Linked DNA regions of Gossypium arboreum: region 1 is linked to region 2. A link is a contact called in public Hi-C data. All regions are on one chromosome and are shown on one strand. The core of a region is the stretch at or near the end of the contact, and the rest is flanking DNA. Distances in the headings are between cores, read along the strand shown. Region 1 holds the start of LOC108470532 (beta-glucuronosyltransferase GlcAT14B). Region 2 holds the start of LOC108471124 (protein PNS1-like).

Region 1 (6,082 bases), core at 2,241-4,740, 130 kb before region 2:
TCTTGAGATCACAGTCCAAGCTGAACCTGTTGGATTTTGAACCAAATTAATGATGAGTTGATAATTAACATTGGTTTAAATGGTGATTTCTGATGGATAATCATTCAACTTTATGAAAAAGAATCTGTCAAACCCAGGACAAATTTATTGAATAAAGGATATATGAAACATTCTAAGTTATTAAGGGAATCGCAGAGATTAAGTCTTAATTAAATGTTTATACTAAGTACAAGATAGGATAGCATGTGTATTCCAAATGGAACAAGTCAGGCAAAGATGCATGTGAGTCTGTACAGTTTCTTGGTGAATGTGAAATAGTTTTAAATCTAAAAGTCCTTGACTCTTTTGAATCAAGGAAAAATACAATACCTAAATAAAAGAAGTCAATCCATGAAAATGTAAAGGACAACCTCCAAAGAGCACATACTGTATCAAACTCATACCTTGCCTCAAATCGAACAGTAAACAAAAAAAAAAAAGCTTATGATTTGATTTGCTAACAACATTGTTTGGTGATTGATGAAAATGGTAAAACCCAACATATAGGTTACAAGGCTAGTTTGGTAGAATGATGGAAAGCCACGCAACATTGATTAGAAACACTATTAGGTGGGGAGATTATATCAGCAATTTCCCAGCAAGCAACAGCTCAATAACCTTGCCTACCATCACCAGCGCACTAATAGAAAACTACAGGTCAACTTCACACTAAAAAACCTCTTCAATCTTCAAAGAAATCATCCCCTTTTGGTTTTGTCGTATCTTTAACTTGCAATTCAAGCCTCTAGTTCTTTTCATTCATATAATTTTGTATTAAATTTGATACTTGAGTTCAAGGGCGTAGTTAAAGGGGTTTGAAGGGCCTCGATCTCCCTAAAATAAAAAATTTTCTATTTATGCTTAAAATTTTAAATTAATAAAGATAAAATTATACTTCGCCCCCTAAAAATAATAAAAATTTGATTTAATCCTTTAAAAATTATAAAAATATAGACTATTAAAATGATGCAATTGCATTTTACTTCGTAAAATTACAATTTAATTTTAGCCTCCTAAAAAATTCTAACTTCACCCTTGCTTGAGTTTAACATTTTTTATAATGTAGTATCTATACTTTTTTTGTCTAATGTGATACTTATATTTGACAAAAGTTATTAATTTTGATATTTGAAGGTAACGATGTTAACTTTTTAGTGTTTAATTCTTTTAGAGTTGATTTTATGAAAGTTAACATCAAAGCAACCATAAAACCCAAATTAAATCACATTCATCGGACTATATTTGACAAATTAAACAAATTCGTTCTATTATCAAAATCATGACAAATTCAAACATACTAATATCAACAATTAACTTTCAATAAATCAACCCTAAAACCCGTATTAACCACTAAAAAAGTTAACATTGCTATCTTTGAGTATCAAAATATATAACTTTGGTCAAATACAAGTACCACATTAGACAAAACAAAAAAAACATAAGTACCATATTAAAAAAATGTCAAACTCGAGGACCAAATTATGCATTAAACCTATAATTTTCAATAAATTTATCTAACTTTATTGATATATTCACAGCATTAATATTTTGTTCGTTTTAAGAAAAATCTTAATGATTTTTATTTATATTGAAAATAAAAGGCAATGACTGGATGTACATATAATTTTGGTACTACTGATTGAAAAATATGTTAAGAAAAAAAGGCAAACTTCCCTTTAATCCCTTATAACATCAAATCTCAAAAAGAGAGAGAGATTGTAAATGTTAGAATCCAAGTCTCAAATATGTTTAATATCACTTTGTAAGAGTCATTGCATGAATCAGGTTCATGTGCAATTTGAGAATTCCCATATAAGAAAGGTTCAGATTTTCATTTGTTTATCCAGAATTATTGGAGTTTTCAACCAAGTAACAAGTTGACCTCACTTATTCCAACTAATTAGGGGTAGGGCCTTCGTCTATATTTGAAGCAAAATACTAGAACAACAAAAAGATTAACAAGTCCAAGTTAAGGAAACCCTTAAAACTGGAGTGTACCCACATCACAAAAGAAAAAAGGAGGGGGCACAGCCCTAATTTTAGGAGTTTTGGAACTAGGACCTTGAGCTTTCAGGATTTATATTTTAAGCAAATAAGTAAATGATCATTTTGTCGGCAGTGGGTTATCTGAAAACAATCACAGACCAAAAGGCAATAAACAAATAACGAATCAAAATATGCCAAAAACACAGGGACCCACTTCTACAAAACCCCAAAAATCTTTTAGTTTTCTGAGTTCCTAATGAATTCTGATGCATGAACCGTGTGCGTGGACTATGTGGTACTTTTCAATGTAATGTCTCTGCACTTTGTTCAGGACCTCACACTATGGTAGAGATCTAGCGAATTATCTTTTAGATGAATTTGAAAGGCAATCTAGGGAAGGAGGAGGACAAAATGGAGAAATAATCAAGGAGTATGGGGAAAAACCTGTATAAAGCTTGAAAGCCGTTGGTAGTGTCCTTGGCTTAATAACCCACCAGATTTCTGACTTGTTCCTGCTGTAAAGCCCCGGATCTATTATTATGGGTTTCCCTCTCTTATTCCTGCAGTATTTTTATCATAAGATTCATATTGAAATCTAAAGTTTTTTTTTTTAAAAGGGCAAAACAAGATTGAAACAACAATTTCTTACAGTTTCCAGCCCAGCTGACTGCTATGTTGAATGAAATTGAGATCTTTTGGCAAACCAGAAAAGGCATGAATCAGATCTGAAAAAACCCACCAACATAAATGAAGTCATAACTCCATTAATGCAATTATACAAACAGATGGAAAACAAAAAACAAAAAACAACAAAGAAACAAGGCCACTCACCATACCATCTTGAGTTACTAAAGGATAATCGGAAGCACTGAGGTTAATAAACCAATCCCATTTGCAGCATCTCAAAAGCATTGACATAGCATGAAGAGTTGTAGCAAGCATAGTTGGACCTCTATAAGTAACCAAGTTGGGTTTCCCAACAATATAGACATTACCAACCAAGCTAAATACTGGGTGATTGGATACGAACTCTGCAATTAGCTTGTGCTCCGAGGCAGGCGCCTCGTAATCCAGATGGATCAGATACTGATTTCCAGGGTGATACAGAGCATGTAGGGTACGTTTTAGCTTGATTATATCCCCTTTGGATGCTGAGATTAAGTAGGCAAAGGTAACCGGGTATGTCCTGTTGGATGGGTGTACAATGTTTAAGGTTGCCATAGGATTGAACCTTGTAATGGGGATGCTTAGTTTAGTGGGGAGGTACAAAACAGACAACAGAATAGTGGTAAACATGAAAGAAACCATGAAAACTTTGATCCCCATCTTAGTTTAGAAACAAAAAAGTGAGAGTTGGGAAGAACAAAAAAGAACTGGGTAGTTTTAAATGGTTTATATTAATGGAAGGGATGGCAAATGTGAAAGATTGGGGAGAACCATGTAAAAAGGTTAGGTGGAAGTGTGTGGATTAAATTATTGCAGGGGTTCCTTACTTTGAAGTGAAGGCCTCCACCTGTCCCCGCAATCAAAACTATTAATTAGGTAATGTAATTACTACTTTGCCAATGGTTTTACGTGGACAAAATTAGGTTTGAATAGGATATTTGTGGAATTTGGGGGGAAATCCCCACGATAAGTAGTCAACATCATTACTCCTTACCAAACACAAAAAAACAACCAAACCTTAAAAAGCATTCTAAATATTCTTGAGGAAGCTTTATCTTCTTTACTTTCATATTTCTTTAATCTCCACTTTAGTTTAACACTTAGGAATGTTTAATTTACTATAATATAATAGAATTGTAATTAAATAGAGTTATAATAGAATAAAATTGTAATAAAAAATTCTATTATTTAATTGAATGGAATGGAATAGAGCAGAATAGCATTCTCGTATTTGGTTGAATGAAATAGATGTTGTAATAGTTTTAGGAAAAAGACTTAAATAACCAAAATACTCTTAGAGAATTTTGTAGGTAGATAATTATTATTATTATTATTAAATTTTAATAAAATTATTATTAAATATATTTTAATAAAAATAAAATAAATAATTTAATCATATTTTAACATAATTATTATTAAATACAATTTTATAAAAAATACATAATTTAATAACATTCTTAATATAATTATTATTATATGAATTAAAAATCATAATATATAATATTATAAAAATAATATATAACCTACTTTATTATTTTTAAACTACAATACATATTTAATGTGCTAAAATATCATTAGTGAAACAAATAATTTAATTATTCTACAATAAATATTAGAAGTAATAAATAGTTTGAGAATTATATTTCATATCCAAACATAATATTCATATATTAACAAAAAGTTACATGATTTCATTAGCTTATATGTCATAATCCATAAACTAAATTTTACAACATAAAAAGTTACAACATTGTAATGACATTCTATCATGTTATTATACTATCCAAATATTACAAACATAAAAAGTTGCCAAAATATCATCTACATAACCATGATTTTTAATGGTCAACAAGAAATCTTATGATCCATTCCAATCGCACCGAAGAAGGTAAACTAAAGAAAATGAGCATTTACATTGGATGGCCTGGAATTTTGCTTAACGCGTGATAGTGCTCATCCTCAGTTAAGCCTTCTACTTCACATAAGGTTGGATGTAATTTTAGAGCACTTTCTTGAATGGTCATTTCTGAATTAATACTTCGGAGGCAATACTCCTACTGATTTCAAGGGCAATGGTTCGTATATTTTCCGCAAATAAAGTGGCAGCATCAGTAAATAAAGTATAAGAATATGATCACTTGCATTAGAAATCTTTTCTTTTTCTTCTTTGAAAATGTGGAATCACCTTGGTTTCTAGATGGTTGCAGTTGTGTAGCTGAAAGATCAATGTCATCCAAAGAAACATCAGCTTCGCATCCATGGAAATTGTTTCTTTCTTCATGAGTATTTGTAATAACTACATCCTCAACATCTATTTCTTCAATAATATCAGTGGCTATTTGAGAATCTTTTTCGTGGCTCGATCTTTTGAGCAGGTGGCAGTAAGTTGGTATAATAAGGGAAACTATGATGTTTGAATTGATCGACTTCTTTATAACTCTATAAAAAATGAGGAACCTATACTAGATATAGGTTTGGTAAAAAAAAAAGATAATAAAGACTTGAAATAATTCTTACATTTATATATGATGTTTCACACAGCATCTTCAGCAATAATTAGTTGCCTATGCTCGTCCCAACCAAAGCCAATATTGTTTTTTCCCCTAAACATGTCATAAATGATTGTCCAATCCCTTTTAAATGTTCCAATCCTCGATTCAAGATTAGGTTTAGCCTTTAACATAGCATGGGGTAAAAATTTTTCTAACATTTTTTCTAGCTCATTTAAATAACCGACTTTGAATCCCATATCTGCATTAAAGGTTCCAACATTGTGCAAGTCGATCATACAGGCACCCAACACAACATCTTCTTTTGGAATCCATTTCCTTTTGGTTCCTCGAGAATTTTGGGAAGAAACACTTGATTGTGAAAAGCCCGACATAACTATCTTAAGAAAAAATGAAAATTAAAATTAAGTTCAATATTATGAATAAAAAGGTCAACACTTTATGAAATTATAACACATGATGAATCAAAAGAAAACAAATTATAATTCAACAAGTCTAGTACAATACAAAAAACAATTCAAACACCACCAAAGTTTCATAAACTAGATACATGAAATAACATAAACAAATTAACATTTACTATTTTTACCCTAAACCTAACAAATTTCTAGATGCTTGCCATTTATCGAACATTTGATTGGCTAATTCCATCCTCCAAGTAGCCCATGCATTCGATGGATGAATATTTACAATATTTGGTTCATCGTCATCTATTATATTACTAGGTAATCTTTCTCCTAACTCTGCTTCAATAGGATCAAGACTCATATAGGTTCGAATAAAATTATGAAGCAAGCAACATGCAATAATGATTCTATTGTGCACCCTCACAGGATAGAATGATGGACTCCTAAGTATTCTCCATCTAAATTTTAATAACC
Region 2 (6,035 bases), core at 3,530-6,029:
ATCCCTATTTTTGTCGAGATTTGAGTTGAATGGATTGCCTAGCTATGTTTTGTTCTTGATATTTAGTCTATATTATTTAACTTGTTCTTAAAAAAAAAAACTATATATGCATATCTGTAATTTCATAATTCTGAGAGAAGCTCTGTTGTACGAAGTGAAGATTAACTCTTTTTCTAGTTAGGCAACTTTTCAATTCAATCTCAATTCTAACCCTTTCTTTCAGCTTGTGACCACACCCCCTAACCAAGCCTCATTACAAACCTCTAAAGACCTTTTGATTGATGTATCATATTAAATTATAATGGTGGAGATTTGATTTTCATGCAAGCATATGGTAATGAATTTCCATTATTGACTATTGAGTGCTTCCTTTATTGTCCTTAAAACACCTCGATTGATTTGAGTGAATCTTTAGTGAGGATGTAAAACTCTGTGATAATCTGAATTAAAAGTACTTACTTAGATGAAGGAAGACACCTATGTTTTCGGAATAAAATGCTCAACTTGGAATGATTGAAACTTTTATGTTCTTTTAGTTAAATTCTCAATGTATGATTACCTATGGATTAATTTGAGATATTATTGATAGAAATTATAAGTTGAGAAAGATTTATTTTGATTATGAGTTGAGAATTTTGCTTGAGGATAAGCAAATGCTTAAGTGTGGGGTATTTGATAAACCGTAAATTATACATATTTTTACCCCATGTTTAATGCATTTTATGGATGATTTCTCATTAGAATTGGTGAATTTGATGCTCCTAAGGCTTTAATTTCATGTTTTATACTTAAGAGAGCATAGGAGAGCAAAAGTAGCCAAAAACGAGCCAAAAAAGGGACAAAACGGGCCAAATCGAGAAGATGACACTGCCTAAGCCTTGCCACACGGGTAGCTCACACGCCCATGTCTTTCGAGGGTGTTAACCAAGGCTTTCACGATTCACACGGCTTGGCCATTGACCCACACGGCTATGTGCAATTTAACAAATTGAACACGACCTGACAATCACGTCACACGGCCGTGGCATATGGGTGTGTCCCTTTCGAGCCCAAGTTAAGTCCAATTCAGAAAAGGCAATTTTTGAGGGCTTCTAGGCATTCCAAAGCCTATAAATACACCCTAGAAGAGGAGAAAAAGGAGAGACGGAGAATAGGAGGGTAAGGAATTACTCCAAGGAAGCCAATTGATCCATCTCAGAAATCAGATTCATCATCCAGACTGAAGATCTCTCCTCAATTTCCCTTCAGGAGTTTTGGGTTTTCTTTATGTTTTGTATTCTTTATTCTTCTGAGATGTTTTCTTATTTAGTTATGAACTAAAACCCCTAAATACCTAAGGGGAATGAAACCTAAGACAAATCTTGTTCTTATTTTCTGAATCGTATGATAATTATTTAACTTGTTCTTAATTCTTGTTTTGATATCCCAGCATACTGATTCAAGACATGCTCTTATTCAGAGGAGGAATAGATCCTGTCTAAGAGTACTTTTGTCATAATTAAGCGGAGTTGATTGCGCACCTAGAAATAAGGTGACAAGATTTTTCTGGATTAGGGTGAAACCTAATAAGGGGATCCATAGATAGAGTTACTGCAACCCTAGAATGTTAATTAGAGAAAAGTCTTAGTTATTCAATCTAGGGATTAGACGTTATTAGTCTTGCATAGGGATAATAACATAACTTAGGGATCTCTACGGAACAAGTTGAATGAATAAATCGTCTGGTTCGGAGCCAGAATAACAAGTAAAGTCTAGGTGGATTTTTCTTTAGGTATTGTCTCAAGTCAATCGATTTTCCCAAAAGCAATTCCCCAATTCTTTTCTCTGTGTGTTCTTAGTTTAGATAATTAGTCAATTAAAACAAAACCCCATTATTCTTAGGCTAGATAATAAAAAAGATAGTTATTACTAGTACTTTTGGTTTCCTTGGGTACGATATCCCGATCTTGCCATTACTATACTATTGTTCGATAAGTGTGCTTGCCATTTCGTCGTGATAATAGTTAGTCTTGGTTTGATCTTCATTATAAATATTTATTACTTGTTACGAATCACGCGATCAATAGTCATTTGGAATCTTTTCAAAAAGGGAATCTAATAATAAAATAGTATTGGACTCAATATCGAAGGGTGTAGAGTTTAATTTAGACTACATAGTTGACATACGAGGTTGTCGACTTCTTTTGCTATAGTTTACATTCAAGGTTGTTGACTTTAAAGCTTGAGATCGAAATATAAAAATATGATCTGTGACACTTCCTCCTCTTACATTCCATATCCATTTCCTAGCCTTAAACCTATCTTTTTTTTTCTTGTTCTTCGAATCCTAAATCGTATTAATTTAGGGTTTGAGAGATAAGATTTAAGGATCAAGGATTTAGGTTCAGATTTAGTGTTCAAACCTTGAAAAACCTATGGTTTATGGATTAAGTCTTAATCAAATTTTGCAAATGAAAGAGATTCAAAATGAGAAGAGATGGTTATAGAGTTTGGGGAATGGGAAAATTAGATAGTAAGTTTACATTTAAAGGCTTCATAACCATTGTAATGTTGGCTTAAGCAATTAATTGAGAATTTTCAGATTTTAAGATACCAAATTGTCACATGCAACATTTGTGTTGCCATTAATGGGTGGATTTGGGCTCCCTAAAATTAATTTGTAACTAATTTGTTGTCAACCCATTCTATAGGCACACTACTCTCTAGTTGATCTCAAATTAATAACAAGCTCAAGGGTTTTCACATTATATCAAGACAAAAGAGATACCTCATCTGACATGCCATTACAAATGATGCACATTTGATGTGAGTGTATTGTTCGTGACCAAACTTAGATTAACACCATTTCAAAGATACATTAGTTAATAGGTGGGTCTAAGACTTTGGGGGTTCTATTACCGAAATTCTAATTATGACCACAATCTATTAGTGATATATGTGACATATGTAAACACGTACGGAACCATATGATTAAATGATAGAAATGGATAATAAATTTAATTAAATGATTTATGGATTGAATGGTGAATTGCATGAATTAAGATAATGTTATTAGATGGTATGAGTAACTTATTAATTTATTTTAGTTTAAATTATTTAATTATGTTTAAATAAATGAATGGTAAGATACTAAAATTCAATTAGGCACTTACTAAGTTTTTTATGTAGTTTAACGCATTTGTCTCTAAATGTGTAGGTGAAAGATAAGTTTTGAGAAGAATCATGAAAGCAAAAATATGTTTAAGTGGTGAGTTTAGTTTTTAAATGTTGCATCTCTTACTCGGATTAAGTGAGGGGTGCTATTGATAATCTCAATAAGTATCATATATGACTAGTTATCCTCTTAAAGGAAATCTTTTAACATAATAATACTTACTGTGAGGTGCGACCAAGATAAAACCAGCTCGAAGTATTATCATGCCATCATATAAAGATCATTTATGGAGGCCATAAGTCTTGTTTTGGGACCTTCTCCCACTCAATATTGAAAAAAAAAAAACTATGCAATGTTTTTATTTCAATTTCAATCATGAATGATTAAATATGTAATGATAAGTACAAGTGACATTTTTTCCTAAACTACATGACATGCTTATTTTATATGCCTGAACATAATTTGTCAATTTTAATTTCACATAATCTCATATAGCATGGTATAAAATTGCAAAAAATTAAAATCACTCTAACCAGCCAAAGATTTTCATGGTTCCATCCTAAACATTCTTTAGGTCTTCTGGGTAAAAGTCAAATATCCTATGGGTTCTGCCAAAAAGATCGCAAAATATGAAATTAATTTGTTCACCAAAATTTAATCCCATGACCCTACAATTTGAGCAATTAATTGAAAATGGGTTCCACCATTGGGCCACCATCATAGGCCACCTCGACCATCGCTGACCGGCCACTGTTGGCCTTCGTTGTCGGTTCCTGTAGAGTTCACGCCTCCTCGATGATTGGCATGCTAATAATAAAGTGACATCTTCAAGCATGATGCTAACTTCCTTGCATGGGAAATGGAATGTAAACGTTTCTGGCCTCTATCTTTTCACCATGGCAACAACCAAATCCGAAATAATTTTAACTTTGCCATTGTAGATGCCATATATAAACCGGCATTGTATATGCCATATAGTATTAAAATTTGAAAATCATAATATCTTTTGCAAAATTAAAATAACAAAAATAAATTGAGTTGGAGATTTCACTATATTGACGATGTAATTGGCAAATTCTGCCATCTCCCAAAAAAATAAGTAAAAACAAACAAGTGTTTTTTGGAAAGTTGGAGAGGTTTGGAAGATTTTTGGTGGGAAGACATGATGAATGGATGAGTTTTTATAGGGCAGAAGTCGACAACCATGAGAGTAACTTCCATTGTATTAAATTCAATTGGTTGGGCTAATTACTAGATAACCTGTTGACCCTCAACTTGATATCTACATGTATCGAATTTCTTTGTGCATGTGCTTTTCACAATTTTGCTTCCTAACATGCATAGCATGGATTAAAGTAACTTGACACCTATAGTATTGGGGTACTCTTAAAAATAATTCGTATTCTAAAAAATAATTTTCTCACAAACATATAATGAATGATATTAAAACTTAATATAAATGTAAAAGAAAGGGAAAAAATTTTATTTTACTATAAAAAATTTATTTTACTATTTACAATAATATTAAATATTATTTTTTGATATTTATATTTAAATAAAAATATTTATAAATTATAAAAAAAAAAGTATCGGTAGGATGGATGGATAAGTTGATAACCTGACTTCCAGGTTAGTCTAAATCTTTAAATAGAAAAAGGAAAAAGGAAGGAAAAGGGGTTGGTCAACTCATGAAAATGCGTGAACCATGATTAGTATTAGAAGACTTCAACAAGTAATTGAGTCTTGGTTTCAACAATAACAAATAAAAATGTTCTTGAAATCTGGGAAGAGTAGTTCAAGTTTTATCAACTCTTGCTTATAATCGTGGCTGCTAAGGAAGACGAAGATCAACAATGGAAAGATCTACGGGCTCTAATATGCAGATTCAAGGACAAAGAACTCAATCCACAGCCATTGTTAAGGTCTCTTTCAACCCCATTTCTTGTTTCTTCTGAGAAAATCTTCCCCCAGCTTATCTTTTCATTTCATTTAATCAATTCTTGTATCTTGACCTTCCATCTTTAATTTTTGGTTTTAACTGGTTGACTGACAGGTACAACAAGAACCAAGCATCAAGATAGAACCAACTGTGGGGGGGCAGCTCCTCAGGAAGCTCTTTCAAATAATTTTCTTCGTTCAATTGTTCCTCGTCTCCATCTTAGTTATCGTCTTAACTATCCGCGGCCTCATCTATGCCGGTAGTACCGATCGTTTCCACCCCAAGAAATGGTACCCTCCACTTCTTGTTTCAACGGCTTCTGCTGGCATCGTTTCTTTTATATGGCAATCCATCACTTTCCACTGTCCATCAAAGGCCATCAAAGCTGTCTTCTGGTTTACGCCCCTGCTAACATGTGCTGTCGGTGTGCTCCATATACTGATTGGATCTCCTCTAAGTTTGGCAGCAGGTACAATTGCAATCATTTCAGGCGTCATCCAATCCCTCTATGCCTGTTGGGTGAATTCCAGATTTGACTATGCATCCAAGATCCTCACAGTTTCCACATCTGCTCCACCTTATAACACCACTACATTTGTCATTGTTTCCATCATAACCTGTTTAGTCTACTCCTCTTTCTCGGTGACCGGAATCGGAGGAGCAACCGCCACCGGAACCAGCTTAGACATCGTGTTCATCGTAGTCATCCTGCTTTCCTTCTTATGGAGTATGCAAGTGATCAAGAACATGCTGTATGTCACAATCTCACGAATCAGATACATGAATTTTGCTTGCGGAGTCGATATCAACACTCGGGCGGCTTTCCATGACACCTTCAAGCATTTGGTAGGAAGTGTATGCATAGGTTCAGCCATTGTTCCGGTTATCGGAACAATTCGCGGTTCAGCCCGTGCCATAAACTTGGTTGCAGGGGACAACGAC

The links. Hi-C and Micro-C count contacts between places; a contact is called where the count stands out from the background.
Region 1: a contact with region 2 is called in a Hi-C map of leaf, with 2.5 times the contacts expected there. The contact joins the promoter of LOC108470532 here to the promoter of LOC108471124 in region 2. A contact is called at or near these places in 2 of 5 Hi-C or Micro-C datasets (both in leaf).

The regions. Positions count from the first base shown.
Region 1 is chr11:104,433,951-104,440,032 of ASM2569848v2, reverse strand. It overlaps LOC108470532 (beta-glucuronosyltransferase GlcAT14B), which reads right to left and starts at 3,490. Exons shown (of 4, transcript XM_017771876.2): 1 at 2,862-3,490; 2 at 2,675-2,750; 3 at 2,470-2,585; 4 at 1-26. The coding sequence starts at 3,351.
Region 2 is chr11:104,301,689-104,307,723 of ASM2569848v2, reverse strand. It overlaps LOC108471124 (protein PNS1-like), which reads left to right and starts at 4,779. Exons shown (of 3, transcript XM_017772713.2): 1 at 4,779-5,076; 2 at 5,208-6,035. The coding sequence starts at 5,008.